Regions from separate parts of the Mus musculus genome. Here region 2 is linked to region 1. Evidence: chromatin contacts called from public HiChIP or PLAC-seq data. All regions are on one chromosome and are shown on one strand. Each heading gives the region's core, a stretch centred on a gene start, on an enhancer-like site or on the middle of the called end of the contact. The rest is flanking DNA. Distances are from core to core; before and after follow the strand shown.

What was found. HiChIP or PLAC-seq counts read pairs in DNA pulled down with a chosen protein or histone mark.
Region 2: a FOXA1 HiChIP or PLAC-seq map of pancreatic cancer cells shows a contact between it and region 1. The contact joins two enhancer-like sites. A contact is called at or near these places in 10 of 39 promoter capture datasets (the HPC-7 cell line, HPC-7-derived erythroid cells, cranial neural crest and 5 more) and 1 of 115 datasets of contacts at active chromatin or transcription factors (pancreatic cancer cells).

Annotation. Positions count from the first base shown.
Region 1 is chr11:67,838,644-67,843,407 of GRCm38.p6, forward strand. All of the region lies in intron 1 of Gm40032 (a long non-coding RNA gene), which reads right to left. Among named protein-coding and RNA genes, the nearest start is that of Gm40032, 3.5 kb to the right of the region's middle. Within about 2 kb of position 1,383, at least 3 of the 459 cell types and tissues checked have an H3K27ac peak or open chromatin away from gene starts, as enhancers often do. A contact at or near this core is called in pancreatic cancer cells, where this site is marked.
Region 2 is chr11:68,446,598-68,451,562 of GRCm38.p6, forward strand. The region is part of intron 1 of Pik3r5 (phosphoinositide-3-kinase regulatory subunit 5); the gene reads left to right. Among named protein-coding and RNA genes, the nearest start is that of Pik3r5, 17 kb to the left of the region's middle. Within about 2 kb of position 1,949, at least 42 of the 459 cell types and tissues checked have an H3K27ac peak or open chromatin away from gene starts, as enhancers often do. A contact at or near this core is called in pancreatic cancer cells, where this site is marked.

The sequences.
Region 1 (4,764 bases), core at 133-2,632:
TGTGTGTGTGTGTGTGTAATATGCCAATGTTTCTAACCTCTCACACTTTCTACTGCATATGTGCTAGAGAAAAGCCACACCAAACTGCAGACACAGGTGGGAGGAGAAAGAGGAGACGAGGGTTGGGGGTTGGGGGGAGGAGAAGGAGGGAGAGAATGAGTAGGAGAAGGAGAAGGAAGGGGAGGAGGAGAAGAAGGAGAAGGAAAACGAGGGGGAAGAGAAAGAGGAGGAGGAGGAGGAGGAGGAGGAGGAGGAGGAGGAGGAGGAGGAGGAGGAGGAGGAGGAAGAAGAAGAAGAAGAAGAAGAAGAAGAAGAAGAAGAAGAAGAAGAAGAAGAAGAAGAAGAAGAAGAAGAAGAAGAAGAGAAATAATTATTAACTGGAGGACCTGAATATAGATCACAGCATCAATATTAAAGCTGTGCATGGCGGCCCTACCCATGCCTGCAACCCCAGCATTTAGGGATGCAGAAATAGGAGAATAGTGAGGGCTTGCTGGTTGCCAACCTAGCTGAAAAATGTCTCTGAGGCACAAGGTAAAGTATGATAGAGGTATCCTGGTGTCCTCCTCTGGCCTCAGTATGAGTCTGGACACACAAGGGAAATCAGGTATTGATTTTACTTCTTCTATATGAACAATTGAATACTTTGACAGTCTGAGATCCTTAGTTGTATCTGTATACCTTGCCTTCTCTCTGTGTACTTATTCTGCATAATGTTAATCACCAAAGATATGAGGCAAAGCAATACATAAGCAAGATTCATGTTTCTGATAACTGTTACTACTATGGTGGTGGTAATACCAGTCAAACACTTTTAGGAGAACAAGTCGAAGGGACTCACTTAAAGTAATTTGCATAGGAGAGGAAGACCTTCTATGCAGGAATAAGTATGTAGTGGCAAAGCAGATATGCACATGAGTATCTAAGAGGCCCATCCTGCATACAGACTCTCAGAAATGTGGGAAAGGCACATTGTAGAAATCTGCAATGAGAGCCTTGGGGGGGGGGGGGGGGTTAGGACATTTTCAATAATACTGTACTTGTATCCCAGGTCAGTAAAGCCTTAGGAAACTGAAGTTACCCTACAGCTCTATTGCTTTGATGAGGTACCACAACCAAGGCTACTTATAGAAGAAAGTTTAATTGGGGTCTTACTTACAGTTTTAGGGGCTACTTCATGATCATCATGGTGGGAAGCAACAGGCTTGGCACTGGAGCAGTAGTTAAAAGCTTTACAACCTGATGTGCAAGACAGACAGGCAGACAGACAGAGACATAGACAGAGAGACACAGACAGAGAGAGACTGGGCCTAACATGGGCTTTTGAAACCTCAACGCCCACTCCCAGTGACACACTTCCTCCAACAAGGCCACATTTCCTAATTGCTCCCCAAACAGTAGCACTCCCTGGTGACTAAGCATTGAAATATATGAGTCTATAAGGGCCATTCTCCTCCAAGCCACCAAATCCTAGCAATTCATTTTTACTTCTACTGCAGTGGAGTGGTGTTGCCCATGCATTTAATTTATATGCATACAATTATGATAAATCAATTATCAGAGATTAGCAGATAAATATTCTAAAAGAACTGATGGGTGTCTCTACTTCAGTTCCTGCCTCCTGACTTTCTTCGATGACGATCTGTGACAAGGAAACCTGTGTAAGCAAAGTAGATCCTTTCCTGCCCAAAGCTTTCAGTCGTGCTGTCCATCATGGCAATGGAAACCCTGACTAACACAGTCCTGATCATTGTTTTGCCGCGTGCATTAAGAACTTAAGGAGGTCATCTCAGAAAGCCAAGTTAGTCACGGCAACTACAAAGACATCCTTAAAGGAAAAGACACTAAATGTCACTAAGAAGTCTGAATCGAGGGAGGGCTAGAAGAACCAATAGGGCACTGTCTTCAGGATTCTGTAGTTATGTAAAAGTGGGTACTCTGACATTAAAGTGTAACATAGCTGACATCAAGGCCAATTCTGTCTTCCCAACATGTTCCCCACATAAGATGCAATGCCACTATACAGACACTAAAGAAACAAAATCTTCCCAGGATGCTATACACGTATTTTCAAGGTAGACTATTTCAATTTGAACAAGTCCTGTGTGAGATGCAGCACAATTTCCTGATGGAGTGGCGAGACTTACTGGAAATCTTTTTGAACCAGGATTCCTGGTGTCCCTGACTCAGCAACTTTCTAGAGAAAATGAGCACTAAGTCTGCCTTCTACTCAAATCCTTCATTTTAATGGTATCTTTATGACTGGGCCGTCTGACCATAAATGTTAAAGATGACCCAGAACCTTGGACTTCTCCTAAAAATTGCACGCTAAGTCCTTGCTTGTATGCTCATCTCTACTCATTGCTACTCTAAGATTTGACCAAAATGAGAAATTTGACCTCTAAGGATCAGCATTGCTGTTTTAATGTACGCCGAAATCTGGAAATTTAAGGCCCATCTGGCTCTCTGTTAAAGAGTCTGAGACTGCAATACTGTTGAGATTAGGTCCACTGGAGCCCAAAGCTGCAGATGCCATGACAACCCACTCATTCAGTCAACAGAGGATTTCTAAGTGCCTGCTCCACCTGGACTCTTGGAGACCTCTTGATCACAGACCACACTTACAAGGAGATAAGCAATGAAGAGAAGCCCAGAGAATAAAGAGTGGAGTTGTGAGCTCTACATCTGCAGATGCAACCAGCCATGGATGGAAGACACTTTAAAAATAAATATCCTTGCCATCATCCCCTCAGCAATTCGGTATAACAGGTACATTTTTTAAAAGATGTGTTGACTTTTGTGTGCATGGATGTTTTTGCCTGCATGTATGGATGTGTACTATGTGCATGCCTGGTGCTCAAGGAAGCCAGAGGAAGATGTCAGATCTCCAGGAGCTGTGGATGGTTGTGAACCATCCTGTGGATGCTGAGAACTATACCTGGATCCTTGGCAAGTGCTGATAACCACTCAGCAATCTCTCCAGCCCCTATTAGAAATATTTACATTGTAGCGAGTATTTGAGATGCAACTTGGGTTACCTGCCAGTAATTATAGACGCTGTTTATGAGGAATATGAGCGTCCTGGAACTTTGGTACCTGATGGAGTTCATAAAGCTGGTCTCTGATGGGTTCTGAGGGACAACTGAGCTCTGGGGAAATGGAAAGGGATTCAGCCCAGGTACTCAGGAGGCACTTTTATAAGCAGTGATGTGAGAATTTTCCCAGATGGTGGAGAAAAGTCAGTGCCATGAAGGAAAGGGAACCCAAGTATAGGAACAAAGGCCAGCATGGTAGAACCCCAAATATGTTATAGCATAGGAGATGTTTACTGGTCTTCACAGGCTATGAGAGGGGGGGGAATATAGAACAGAAGACGTGAGATCTGTCTAGGACAGACTTGATTCATGTAGACCAGAGCAACACTCACATTGATGGAGAATGCGGTTGACTCTTAGACATCCACATCTGGGCTAGAATGCATTTTACTCCCTTTTGCCCTTGGCTTTGAACACAGTGCTCACTGTGAATCTGTTTAGCTTACTGCAATGCCTCACTTTTTTTTTTTTTTGAGGACTTCCCATTTGTACATGGGTCATTTTGCTCAGGAGATGAGCTTATATTTCTTGTCTGGGTGCTCCTCACCCCTAATTAACACATTGCGTGTTCATAAAAATCAAAGACCTTTAGAAAATCAAAGGCTTTTAGAAATACCAACAGTGGCCAGGTTTGGTGGCACATGTCTACAACCCTTGCACTCTGGAGACAGAGGGGATAGGATCATGAATTGGAGGACAGCCCAGGTTACAAAGAAAGACACACACACACACACACACACACACACACACGCGCGCGCGCGCGCGCGCGCACGCACACAGAGACATCTCTAGCCTCACCGCAGGTCACAACTGCACACTGGGGACACAGTTCCCTTGCTATTCAAGTTGTCCAGCTGTGCTGACATATGCATAGTGCTGAGGACTGTGACTTGTGGCTCAGAGACCCCCACACACACACACACACACTGGGAAGAATATACCTGAAACTAGGATTTAGGCCAACATCAAAATGCCTTTGTGAGCACTGCCTTTCAGGTTTTTACAGAATTGCTAGTTAACTTGTCAAAGTTAACTAAAAAGTGCAAGGTAGGAAACACCTGGGTTCTCTGTGGACGAAAATAAATATAGCCATTAAATGAGCCGAAAAGCTGGCAGACGGAGTGACGGGGCCTCTAAAAATGGATCTCGTTGGTCCATTGCTCCTAAGTAGAAGAATAGACGTTTTTTTACATCTCCAGAATCAATCCTTTCTCCTCCAGCTCCCTGTGAGCACATCCTATATTAACTCTTTCTCTATGCCATTTGGACTGTATTCTCAAGGCCAAAACCAAGTCATCCCAAAGTCTGATTTTTCAGTTTTCATATTGTTACTGACTCGAATCCTTTGTGACCAGTGTGTCCCAGAGTCCTGCAATAGTGATTGATAACTGATATTTTCCGGTTAATTCATCGAATACACTTACCATGTGAGGGGGTTCTCTCATTAGCTCCACAGATGAGAGAAAGAGGCACAGAGAACTTAAACAACTTGCCCAAAGACAGACAGCTAGGCAACATGGAAGAATAGGCCTATCTGGCTCCTGCTACCTCCCGATTTAAAAGCTTGTAAGAACTGATAGGCCTCCAGAGAGGACCTGGTCCAGCATCGGCCATTGGAATAGGAAAACAAAGACCAGAGAGATAAGATTTCACTGAAACCATGCACCCA
Region 2 (4,965 bases), core at 699-3,198, 610 kb after region 1:
GGTTTCTGGGTGGAAGCTGTCCTACCAGCTTACATTCCCACCGGCAGCTCCCTTGCTGCTTTAGGCCCCATAGACCCTGTGCTTTCCACCTTAGACATTTCTGGGCGTGTAGTGGTATCGAATTGTGGTTTGAATTTTCATTTCCCTTATGACTAATGAAATTGAGTGACTAATGAAATTGAGTGACTCTTCTTGTATTTGGAGGCCAACTGGATGTCTGCTTTCTTGAGTTATAGGCTCAAGTATTTTGTCCATTTTTCTACAGGGCTGCTTGTCTTCTTTGGGAATTCTCATTGTTTCTGCGACATTATGTGATAACTACTCAGGGGCCACTCTTCCCAACCATGAAAATTGGAGAATTCAATGTCTTCGGAGGTTCATCGTGTCCTAAACCCTCAATACACATTTCCTAAGGCTCCCCTCAAGGAAGGTGGAGATCCAATTTCATGAAAGCACCTCCAAATGCCAGAGGTGGACATCTCCTGTTTAGACTTTGAGAACAACTGGGCAGGCCCTCTGCAGGGTCCTCCATGTCCTTCTCAAACCTTGCTTTGTAACATGCCTACAGTGTAGATGCACATTCTTGTTTGGGGTCCTGGCTTCCATCTGTACTTAAGGCCCAGGAAGTCCCACTGGCTCCTTTACATGCCCTTTCTCCCACTCCCCCCACCATCCCCTGTGACACCACATGCCTGCATGACATGGCTTTGGTTTTCAGTGTTCTTTCCTCTCACGTCTCAGCCTCTTGGAAATCTGCTTCCTCAAAACCTCTGCACCTAGCATTGTCTTCGGTGAGTACTACAAGGTCTAGGGTGATGTGGTCATGTCCTCCCTGTTTGCCTCTCACTTCTGTTTTGTAAAAGCTTGCTCTGTGGTCAGAATCAAAGACAGCAGTTTCCACCATTTTCTGTGATCTTCCAGGAGATGAGAGAAGCAGGAAGCATGACAGTTTAACTTTGGTTTAAAGGTCTAATGCCATTCTGCTATACCTTCCAATTCAACTGAAGTCCTTGCCATCCCCAGACCTCAGCTCTGGCCTTATGACTCAGGGAAGAAAAGTAGTGTCTCATTTCTAATGTGTTTCTACCTTCTGTGTCTTCGTTTGGACTTCTTTGCCATTTTACCCATCCATCTACCCATCCATCCATCCATCCATCCATCTACCCATCCATCCATCCATCCATCCATCTACCCATCCATCCATCCATCCATCAAATATGCCAGGCACTATTCTAAGAGTACCTGGTAATGGCATTCTTTTTTAAATCAAGAATTTGTTTATTTTTGTTTCATGCATGCAAATGTTTGCCTGCATGCATGTATGTGCACCATGCACATGAAATGATCAAAGAGGCCAGAAGAAGGCATCAGATCCCCAGAAATTGGAGTTGCAAATAGTTGTGAGCCTCCACATAGGTGCTGGAACTGACCTTGGCAAGAAAAGCCAGTGCTTTTTAAACCACTGAGCCATCTCTCCAGCCCCTGGTGCTTACATTCTTTGTTTTTGTTTTTTGTTTTGTTTTTTCAAGACAGGGTTTCTCTGTATAGCCCTGGCTGCCCTGGAACTCACTTTGTAGACCAGGCTGGCCTCGAATTCAGAAATCCACCTGCCTCTGCCTCCTGAGTGCTGGGATTAAAGGCGTTCGCCACCATGCCCGGCTGATTGTTACAACGTGGTAACATCCACATGGGCAGGAGCAGAGCTCAATGTTTGCGATGAACAGTGAGTATATTAGTCATCTTTGAGTCTACCACAGCGTCAAGCATTGTTCTCGTGGCTGTATCTGCTGGATAAGAAAGGGTTTTGCTTGAGTAGGTGAGCATAGGATGGACAGTCTCTAAGGGCTCGCTTACCCCTGGCTTGCTGTGACTTAGTTGCCTAGTACACATCGCCGTGGCTTTCTGAGTTTCCTCACAAACTTTTCTGAACACGTGGCTCAGCAGCTTCTTGTCACATGGCCTGGTCTCTGTCATGATGATGCCTGGTGTGTGTGTTCCACTGCCCCAAAATGTAGCGCTGCAGAATGTCAGCCAGTTCGTGGATTCTGGGTGTGTCAGGAGTTTGACTTGGTGAAGTGGGGTGGTGTCTCTGTGCCAGTGATGTGTTCAGCACTTGGAGAAGCCTCAGCTGGGAAGATAGAAACATCTGGAAAACAGAACTGTGGATCCAGGTGCCCACAGATTCTCCTCTAGGTTTTTTGGGCTTCCTCACATCAAGGCAAATTCTAAGTACAAAAGGAAACAGTCACTGCCTTGCCATTTATGACCCAGCCTTAGAAGCTGAAGCAGGCTGCTTCCATTGTAATTCACTGGTTGTCATAGTCATTGGCCTGCCTCGGTTTAAGGACAGAGAAGTTAGAATCCACTTCTTGAGGAACTAGAGTCTAAGGGACTTTAGAGACACCATTATGGACATCTTTGAGTACTATGATGTTATCAAATACCTTCTATTTTCTTGTTTTGCTTTGCTTTGCTTTGCTTTGCTTTGCTTTGCTTTGCTTTGCTTTGCTTTGCTTTGTTTTGTTTTGCTTTTGGAAAGCAGGTCTTTCTACATAGACAAGACCAGTCTGGAACTTGCTATGTAGCCCAGGCTGGCCTCAAACTCACCATCCTTCCACCTCAGCTTCCTGGGCTTGCAGCCATGTATCATCATGCCCATCTCTACGTTGTTTTCCTGTGGTGAGTTTTCAGGGACTTTTCCCTTTCTTCTGCTGCCAACAAGAGTGTCTCGAACTCCTTTTGAGTCAGTCATGGAGTCTCCTGGCTGAAGGAGGACAGTCAGGAGCCAGATGGAGGAGCATAGCTTTGGAGTTGGTGTCTTGTCCCCAGGAGCAGCATGTGGACCAGGGGTAAAGCAGACCTGTTCGTTTGTCAGGGGAAATTCCCATGGAGCTGGCGTCTGACTACACATTGTGTAGAGTGACTAGTTACCAGCAAACCCAATAAGCCCTGGCTGTGCCCGCTGAATAGGTAAGGGCCTGAGCCTGCCTGGGTGGGTAGTGTGCGTTCCTACCCTCCTTTCAAGGTGAGGGAAGAGGGGGACAAGTCAGGCCTTGGAAGAGAAAGGCTTGCTGGCTTCCTGGACTGTTCCATGGCATAGCTGCCTGCATCCTAGCCCTAAACCCTTTCTTGGGAAGAAGAGATTTTTCTGTACTCTTCCTGTTGCAAGCTTATTCATTTGCTGGGGATTCCATAGACATGCATTTGTTAACCTCTTACAGTGTAAGGGACCAGTGTCTATGTGAGGTCCCTGGACATAATGGGTTGCAGGCATGTGTTGAATAACATTTCCATTGATAATGAAATGGATAGACCATGGTAGTCCTTCACCGTTATAATGAAGTTGACATTTTTCTATTGCCTAGTGATGTGGCTGTCCCAGAGCTGGAGCATACCCCATTACTCCCTGGTTTGTGATGATGCTGGTGTACTACTAATCATGTGAAGGGCAAAGTGCGTAACTATGTAAGGGGTAATACCTCCATAATGACAATAAGTGATCTGTGTCACTATTCCTGGCTTATGAATTGACTATAGTCTACTTTTAAATATTAGCTTGGAGTATCTTCCTTCTACCTACAAAAAATATTGACTATCAGACAGCATGCCGTATCACACCAGAGGTAGCCTCCTGTGCTCTCTCCCCACATTAGTGTCCTGTGGTGTCTGCATGGCTACCAAATTGTCGAGTGGTGCATTCCCCACACCATAGCCTAAGGATGTGCTTTCCCTGTTGAAAGTAACGTATGACCACATTCAAGTCATGATATGCACAGCCTGCAGCTCAGTTTCATGTGGCTCAGCAAGGTGCATGTGTCTATGTGTGTAGCGTGGTCATTAGATTCCCCCCAGTTAAGGTACCTGCCAAATAGGAATAAGGCAGAAAGGACAAGACGTCGAAATGCCCTCCTTTCCTCTTTCTGCAGCTCCCTGCCTACATCCTGCCTCTGTCGTGCCTCTTTGGGGGTACAGGTACAGGAGGACAGAGCTGGGCAGCAGGCTGGACTTGCTTAGATGTGGATTGCCTGTAGCCTGAGTGAGCAAAGTGGAATCCTCGGCTTGGCAGGACCCCACAGGGAAGGTGACATTTTTCCAGGGCCCGGAGCGTCAAAGTGTGCATGAAGAGTAATGTGGGGTTTTGATGGTAGAACAGCAAGAGATGGATGTGGAAGGGCTCTGCTGGAGACAAGCAGCTTACTGAAGGGGTTCAGGCAGAAGGCAGCAGGCACGCTTTCTTGGGGGAAGCCAAGAGAGAAGGCTGGAGGTTGATCTTCAGCCCCAGACCAGGGCCTGATCATCCATCCCTCCAAGGACTGCACTTGGGAGCCTTGTAAACCTCTGTGAGAACAGACAGACAGACAGTGAGGCTGGGGATTGGGTAGGATGGGACCCCTTGTGGGAAGCTTCCTGAGTGACCTTGCTTCTGCTTAATTTATCTGCTTCCTGTTGCCAAGGAAACCCAGCTCCAGTGGTCTTTCCTGGAGCCCTTACACCATCTTACTAGAAATTCCCAGGGAATGTAGTTTGGCCTGGGGGTGGGGGGACTCCCCCACGTAGCCCTCCCCAGACGCTTCTCTGAGAATGGAGATCTTTCTGTTTCTTTATCTTAAGGCTGACACGGGAAGGTAATGTGACGAATGTGACTGGACGGGATTTGAAGCAGCTGTGGGAGGAACAGGCAGATAGTAATGGGTTGAAGCCTGCCGAGCTGGCTGTGGCAGGGAGTCCCCTGGCCCTGCTCCTCAAGCTGCAGAGTCTTGAGGTGTTCTGACACATCCTGTGCCCCAGCCCACCGCTGGCTGCTCTCGAAGCACGGGCCAGATGTGCAAATTCTGCGGCTGGGCCGGGGCCAGGGCAGTACAGCTTGCTTTTCTTGGAAATCATCAGTGATTTGTTAGAAAAACAGGAAACCCTGGGGCTGCCGGTGTGCATCTTGACTTTTCTGTTTTTGTTTTTTGAGTTCCT